Linked DNA regions of Sus scrofa: region 2 is linked to region 1. A link is a contact called in public HiChIP or PLAC-seq data. All regions are on one chromosome and are shown on one strand. The core of a region is the stretch at or near the end of the contact, and the rest is flanking DNA. Distances in the headings are between cores, read along the strand shown.

The links. HiChIP or PLAC-seq counts read pairs in DNA pulled down with a chosen protein or histone mark.
Region 2: a contact with region 1 is called in an H3K27ac HiChIP or PLAC-seq map of skeletal muscle. The contact joins two enhancer-like sites. A contact is called at or near these places in 1 of 5 promoter capture datasets (fetal liver), 7 of 47 Hi-C or Micro-C datasets (embryonic fibroblasts, mesenteric adipose tissue, omental adipose tissue and 3 more) and 1 of 2 datasets of contacts at active chromatin or transcription factors (skeletal muscle).

The regions. Positions count from the first base shown.
Region 1 is chr2:48,469,763-48,473,311 of Sscrofa11.1, forward strand. No RefSeq gene overlaps it. Among named protein-coding and RNA genes, the nearest start is that of ZBED5, 150 kb to the right of the region's middle. Within about 2 kb of position 1,894, at least 7 of the 83 cell types and tissues checked have an H3K27ac peak or open chromatin away from gene starts, as enhancers often do. A contact at or near this core is called in skeletal muscle, where this site is marked.
Region 2 is chr2:48,681,044-48,684,765 of Sscrofa11.1, forward strand. No RefSeq gene overlaps it. Among named protein-coding and RNA genes, the nearest start is that of EIF4G2, 16 kb to the left of the region's middle. Within about 2 kb of position 2,073, at least 23 of the 83 cell types and tissues checked have an H3K27ac peak or open chromatin away from gene starts, as enhancers often do. A contact at or near this core is called in skeletal muscle, where this site is marked.

The DNA.
Region 1 (3,549 bases), core at 644-3,143:
CTACACCCTCTCCAGCATTTATTATTTGTAGACTTTTTTTTGCATTTTTAAAAAATTTTACTGGAAATAGGTGACTTACAATGTTGTGTTTGTTTCAGGTGTACAGCTAATAAAAATGATATAAAGGAACTTATTCACAAAACAGAAAGAGACTCAAAGATTTTGAAACCTAACTTATGGTAACCAGTGGGGAAACACTGTGGGGACAGATGGATTGGGAGGTGCGACTGGCATATACACACTATATACAAAATCCATCAGTAACAAGGACCTACTATGTAGATTGGGGAAATCTATTCAACACTTCATGATTGCCTATATGGGGAAAGAATCTGAAAAAAAGATGGATATATATTTGTAGGCTTTCTGATAACAGCCATTCTGACTGGTGTGAGGTGTTAACGCACTGTAATATTTAACTTTTTTGTTATTGTTGCTTTTTAGGGCCATGCCCACGGCATATGGAAGTTCCCAGGCTAGGGGTCCAATGGGAGCTACAGCTGCTGGCCTACACCACAGCCACAACAATGCCAGATCTGAGCCACATCTGTGACCTACACCACAGCTCACGACAATGCTGGATCCTTAACCCACTGAGCAAGGCGTGGGATAGAACCTGCATCCTCATGAATCCTAGTCAGGTTCGTTAACCAATGAGCCAAGAAGGGAACTCCTGGAAATATTTAATTCTTCAAGGTCAGGAAAGCATAGTGTAATCCTAGTCCTTTCCAATTAGCCCATTAGTCATTTTGGCTAAAATGACATGAGATGGTTTAGTATACAGCATGGCTATGTGGTACTGTGACCAGAGCTCTAAACTGGGAGCCAGAAGACCTAGGTGTGGGTTCAAACTCTAGCACTAACTGCTGTGTGACCTTGGGCAAGTTGTTTACACTCTCTGGGCCCCAGTTTCCTCATCTGACCCAGTAAGATTAACATACAGGCTCTCCAAAGGCACTGCAGACTGTGACATTATATAGTATTGTGGGTTATGAGAGTGGCTACAGAGCCAGGGTGCCTGAGTTTATGCCCTAGTTCTGCCATTTACCAGCTATATGACCACAGGTAAGTTACTTCAGTTTTCTAAGCCTCCTTTCCTTTTCTGTAAAATGGATATAATACTAGTACTTATCCCATAGGATTCTTAGGGGGATTCAGTGAGAAACCTGGCACACAGTAAATTCCCAATAGTTGGGGTGTTGCTTTTGTTGTTGTTTTTATTACTGAGTACCAACCTGAATCTAGCCTCAACTATCAATAATAAAATTAGCTGCTTTTGAGACAATCAAGACATGGAGGCTTTCTGCCTCCAAATGTTCCTCTGGCAGAGGTTATCTGCAGTTTGAGGCCCCTCATAGCATGAATGGGGGATGTACCCATGTCCCCCAGAAGACCCAGAAGAGACAGGGACTTTGATTCAGAGGCAATTTGGTGCTGATAGTTTGCATGAACATCTGGAAGTGTTTCCTAGGCAGAACCCAGAAGAGCTCTCTTTCCAGAGGCACAGCCCACACTCTCACCAGCTCTGAATAATCCACGGGGTGGGGAGAGGCCAGGAGGCTCCAAGGCATTTCACAGGGTTCCTTCCAGGCTGTGCTAGAGGGGCAGCTCCTGGCTATGCGGCCCCTCCCTGCCCCACCAGGGTCTCCGCCAGAAGGTGAGCCATCTCCCTCTTCCGTGAAAGGCCTTTCTTCCTCTGGAAAAGGCCCATCGAGATGGCGGTGGGAAAAAGTGAAGAGCTGTCATGCTTCTGGCATTGCTGACCAACTGGCCTTTGAACACAAGGGAAGAAATTAAAATTCCTAATCGTCTTTTCCGGAGGCTTAGCACTGCCCATTGAGGTGGTTCCAGGACAAGGCTTAAATGGCTTTATGGGCACTGCTTCTTTGCTCTTGCTAATTTACCATGTGCCTAAAATAGCTGGAGGGAGGCCTATAAATGGCAATGCTATTTTCCTGGCCTGGGATCTCAGTTTATTGGATGGTGAGACAAAAGTTGGAACTGGATTACTGAAGAAGCTGGTACAGGAGGATATGGCTGAGATATATGGAAAAGAACTTGCTCATACTGAAGCCCAGAAGTCAATGGACTGGCCGCCCTAGTCACAGCAGCTCTGGACAGCCACAGACTCTCACACTGAGACCTGCCCAGCTCACCCCTAGGAGGAAAGGGGCCAAGCTGCACATGCCCAGCACCTCGTCCCAAACACACCAGTCAAGGCCGAAGCCAGGAAGGTTATACTAACTTGTCCTCCACATGGAAGGGAATGTCAGAAATGGTGAATAAGTATTCTTTCCAACAGCCTCCTGCCTACTTTGCCAAATCCTACCCACCTTCCACACTCAGCTCCTGGGCCTTCCTTTGGGACTCTGGTCCATGTCTGTGGCTGTGTTCCACTGAAGTGAAGGATTGTCGAGGGCCAAAACAGTCTTCATCCTTGCAGTGACTCAGAGTGTAGGCTGTGTGACTCTGCCATTTACTAGCTGTGTGGCTTTGTGCGAGTTACTTAACCTCTGTGGGCCTTAAGTTCCTTTTCTGTAAATGATGCAGTAATAGTGCCTACCTTCTGGGGTGTTGTGAAGATTATTTGAGATAATTGTTAGAACAGTGCCTGAGCTATACTTCGTGATGCTGATGGCGAGGATGATGATTGTGGTGATGGTGGTGATGTTGGTGATGGTGAGATGAGGATGATGTGATGATAATGATGATCCGTGTGGCCAACATTTGGCAAAGGCCCACTTATGGGAGGAGATAAAATGGGGGACAAAAAGAGAGTGCCCTGCCTTGTGTCCCTTGCTTGAACAGCCTGGCTCCCACAGGTGTTCTGGTAGCTACCCACCTTTATCTATAGCCTTCTCCATGCCAGGGCCCTGGGCCTCACGAGGACTCATGTATCCCAAGGACCAGCAGCCACAGCAGGTAAAGATGAGGACATCGCAAAGGATATTGTCCCTGACCTGCTAGTCCATCTCCCCTGGACCAGAATATGTAGCTCCAACAAAAGAAATGAGAGAAGAGCCTTGAGATCCCTATTGCCTATGAATGATGACATTGCCCAAGACAGAGACCTGGAACACCTGTCCCCCAAGTCCCAAAATCTGCTCCCTGCTGAGAAGTTCCAGGGGCCCAGAATGGGATAGCTGAAACCCAGTCCCCTCACTGAGCTGGAGGGCTGGGGGCCTTGGGGGCCCTCCTATAGAAAGAGCTGTCATGGCAGCATCACATTTTCCTGACAGAACCTCTGAAGTTGTTTTTGACAACAGGAAAGCCAATAACCTGGGGACCAAAGTTGAAATCTGGGCCAGCCTGGACCAGCTCCAGGCCAGCCCCAGCCCTAGTCCTAGACCAAAGGCATCCCTGGACCTAGCCCAGGCCTGAGGCTTCTCAACCAGGCCCGGCACCAAACTCCCTCCCAAGTTCTAACAGACTCCTGGGCCTGCTGGGTGGGTTCACACATCTGGGCCCCACCAGCCCAGAATCACCAGGCAATTAAACTTGCCTTTTATTGTGGCCTTGAGAGTGATAAACAAGCAGGCCTGACATACG
Region 2 (3,722 bases), core at 823-3,322, 210 kb after region 1:
CCTCTCACTTGGCAAGGTCATCTTAGGCAAGATATTTCGTTTCTCCAAGTCTCAATTGGTTTTGGAAACGTGGCTGATGTATGAGGATTGCCACAAGAACTAAAGGTGGTACATGGGCAGTTACTAGCAGGGAGCTTCACAGCTAGTCCTTCAATGTGTGTGTGAATGTCTGACCTCAGTGGCTTTTCCAAGACTTGTCACCGTGAGAACTTCGAGCCTGCGCTTCCAATCACCAGCCAAGTCCATTGGGCATTTCTCAATGCTTTTTTTTCTTGTCAAAAGCTTTCAGCAGTTTACTGTTCTAATTTCCTCTCAGGCATCTCCTTGGTCTCCTAGTAAGGCTCTCTTGTAGCCTCGTTCATGAGCTGTTCTGCTTTCCTTCCTTGACACTGTCACCCCAGTTACCACCTGTGCTGCTGACATCTCTCTTTTCAGAACATCAAACTTTACATCCAACCAGCCCCTGGAATGAGTGTAATGTACCACAAGCACTTCAAACTCAACATGTCCATCACTAAACTCCCAAACCAACATTTCCTCTTCAGGGTTCCAAACCAAAAAGCCTGTGCACTTCTTTATCTTCCTCTTACTCTCCACCAATTCACCATGTGTTATCTTCCATCATGGCTCTTGAAGCCCTTCTCTCCATGTTTCATCACTGCACCACCCTGGTCCAAGCACCATCGTCTCATGCCTGAGTGACCACCATAGGTTTCCACATGGTCTCCCTGCCTTTCCTCTTGCTCTTGCTCATTCTCCACATTGCCATCAGAGCAGTCTTCTATAAAAGTCTGATCCTTCCTCTGCCCTTCAGGAGCTCCCAGTTTTCTTCAGACTAAGATGCAATTCTTAATCTAACAGTCAAGGCCCCAAGTCATCTACTGTGTGCCCCCTTTTACATTCTTTTTATTTTCAGGCCTTTGCACAGGCTGTTCCTCTGCCTGGAATATTGCTGTTCTTAGTGTTAAACCCACCTCTCTGTGCCCTTCATCTAGCTTATTTATTCTTCCTCATCCTGTGCCTGAATGTCCCATGTTGGAAAACCTACATTTTTCTGCCAAGGCTGTGAGGGTTCTTCACTACAAAGAACAAATTAAGCCAAAAGGGAATTTTGGAGCTTGGGGGATCCACAGAAAGCACAGAGAACCATTTTTAAAAATGAATGGGGAGTTCCCGTCGGGGCACAGAGGAAATGAATCCGACTAGGAACCATGAGGTTGCGGGTTCAATCCCGGACCTTGATCAGTGGGTTAAGGATCTGGCGTTGCCGTGAGCTGTGGTATAGGTCACAGATGCAGGTCAGATCCTTTGTGGCTGTGGCTGTAGTGTAGGCTAGCAGTTCAGCTCTGATGCGACCCTTAGCCTGGGAACTCCCATACACTGAGGTGTGGCCCTAAAAAGCAAAAAAATAAAAAATCCTTGACTTTTTCCTCAGTTGTGGCTGTCCCGGCCTTAAGATTTCCCAGTGCCTCCAATTTAATTACAAAGCACCCAGTTCACCAGACATTAGTCATTCATTTGTACGTACACAAGTGAGCACCTCATCTGTGCCAGCGCCATCTCAACCCTCAGGGAGCCCACTGTCCAGCGGGGGAGCAGACAGGACCAGAACCCGTGGCCCTGGGGCAGGTGGACACACTGAGATGGGAGCAAGGAGCCACCTGAACTGAGAGGAGGAAACATCCTGGAAGAAGTTGAGACTTTTAAGAGTCACTTTCCTGGCAAACATTTGAGGGAGGGCTTTCCAGGCACAGGCAGGGAACCCAATTCCGCCTTCCTCTTGGCTCCACAGAGCTTATGTCTCCAACTCTACAGCAGGACGAAGTCCATGCGACCCTTCTGAATGAGGGTTCATCCTGCAGCTGCTGGAGGACAGCAGCTGTGCAGCGGGGCCAGGAGGATAGGGAGTCAGAAAGCTCTTTCCCACTGATCTCAATAGAATTTGAGACAGCCTTCCTAGTAGCAGCCTCCAGAGAGAGCCAGGGTTCTCCTGAAAGGGACTTCTGAGCACAGAGCAGAGAGGAGCAGCAAGAGGACACTGAAGTCACACACGCTGCCCAGACCGCAGGCTGTCCTCCCAGCCTCCCTACCTGGACTTAGTCCAGGAGGTTGGCCAAGGACAAGGCCACCCATTAGGCCTTGGATGGGATGCTGTCTCTCTAGCACCCTCTGCTGGCTCCCAGGAGAAGATCCCTTTGGCCCAAGGATACAAGTGTCCTTGTCCCATAGAAAGGCAGCAAGGACCTATTGAACATGCTGATCAATGGGAAAAGGGACAGTGAGAGTTTTGGCATCATCTGTGAATGATGCAATGATGTTGACTGATAAGCAGAGAATCCTTGGGCTGCTCAGGTCTGCATGGGACATGCTGAGTCACAGACCAGAGCCTGCAGAGCCAGCTCCCTCAGTAATTATTTCCATGAGCTTAGGCCAATCGCTTTACCTCTCTGGGTTTCATTTGCCTTATCTGTGAAATAACTTGGTTTGTCCATGTCCTAGAGTCGCTGCAAGGAGCCAGATCGACACATAATGAAAAACAGCGTTGGATAGGTGTGGGATTGCTCTACAAGTCCATTCAGCTCATAAATATTTATTAAGTCCCAACTATGTGCCAGGCACTACTCCAGTGAATGAGACAAAGCCTCCTTTTGGAGCAAACAATCTGGGTGACAGAGAATAAGCATATATACAGTGTCAGTAGTAGAAAGTGCTCATAGAGAAATCAACAGAACAAGAGATGAGGAGTGCTGTGAATGCCACTTGAAATAGGGTATTCAGGGAAGGTCTTAAGAAGTGACCTTTGAGCAAAGATCTAAATAAAGCGAGGGAATGAACTAAGCAGATATGTGGAAGAAGACGGGAAGCAAAGCCAATGGCCAAGATGGGAACACACGTGGAGTGCCTGAGGGTCAACACAGGAGTCAGGGCGGCTGAACAAAGAGGCGCCTGAGGCTGGAGGGGCAGGCAGGGGAGACACGTAGTTGGACATAGTAATGACTTTGGTTTTTATTCTAAAGGTAATGGACGCCCTTTGGAGAATTACTATTATTATTAATGATATCAATAACTCATTAATACTCCAGTGCTATACTACGGCACAGCATATCATTATTCTAGCTAACATTTCTCAAGAAATTTAGTATATATTCTCAAGCATTTAGTATATGCCAGGCTGGACTAGGTACATCGATCATTCCAGTTTCCCAGGCGCCTTGAGGCAGGTACATTGCCATCTCTATTTTATCGATGAGGCTCAGTGAAATTGAGCATCTTGCCCAAGATCTTTCATTTGTTCATTGAGTGGTTGGGGCACCTTCTACATGCTCTTTGGAAGGGCTAGGACAGAGTTTTAAGTCACAAGGCTGTGATTCTTACCCGGCACTCAACCCAAGAGCCAGCCCTCATCACTAAGATATACCGCTGTGCATTAAGGGGTCAAAGAGGAGGAAAGGAAGGGAGAGACACGTCCCAGCAGCAATGACCCCCTCCATCCTGGGGGTGTGCAATCAAAGCCAGATGAGCCCATGAGGGCAGAGGCGTGCTTCTGAGCCTCGGACCTAGGACCTGAGGTGAGGAGCTGGAAGCCTCCAAGTCCCCCATGATGGGTCGACCTGTGTCTCCCTCAAAGATAGTTGGTGTCCAAAAAAAAAAAAGGAGTTCCTATGTTCCTGTAGTGGCGCAGTGGAAACAGATCCGACTAGGAAACATGAGGTTGTGGGTTC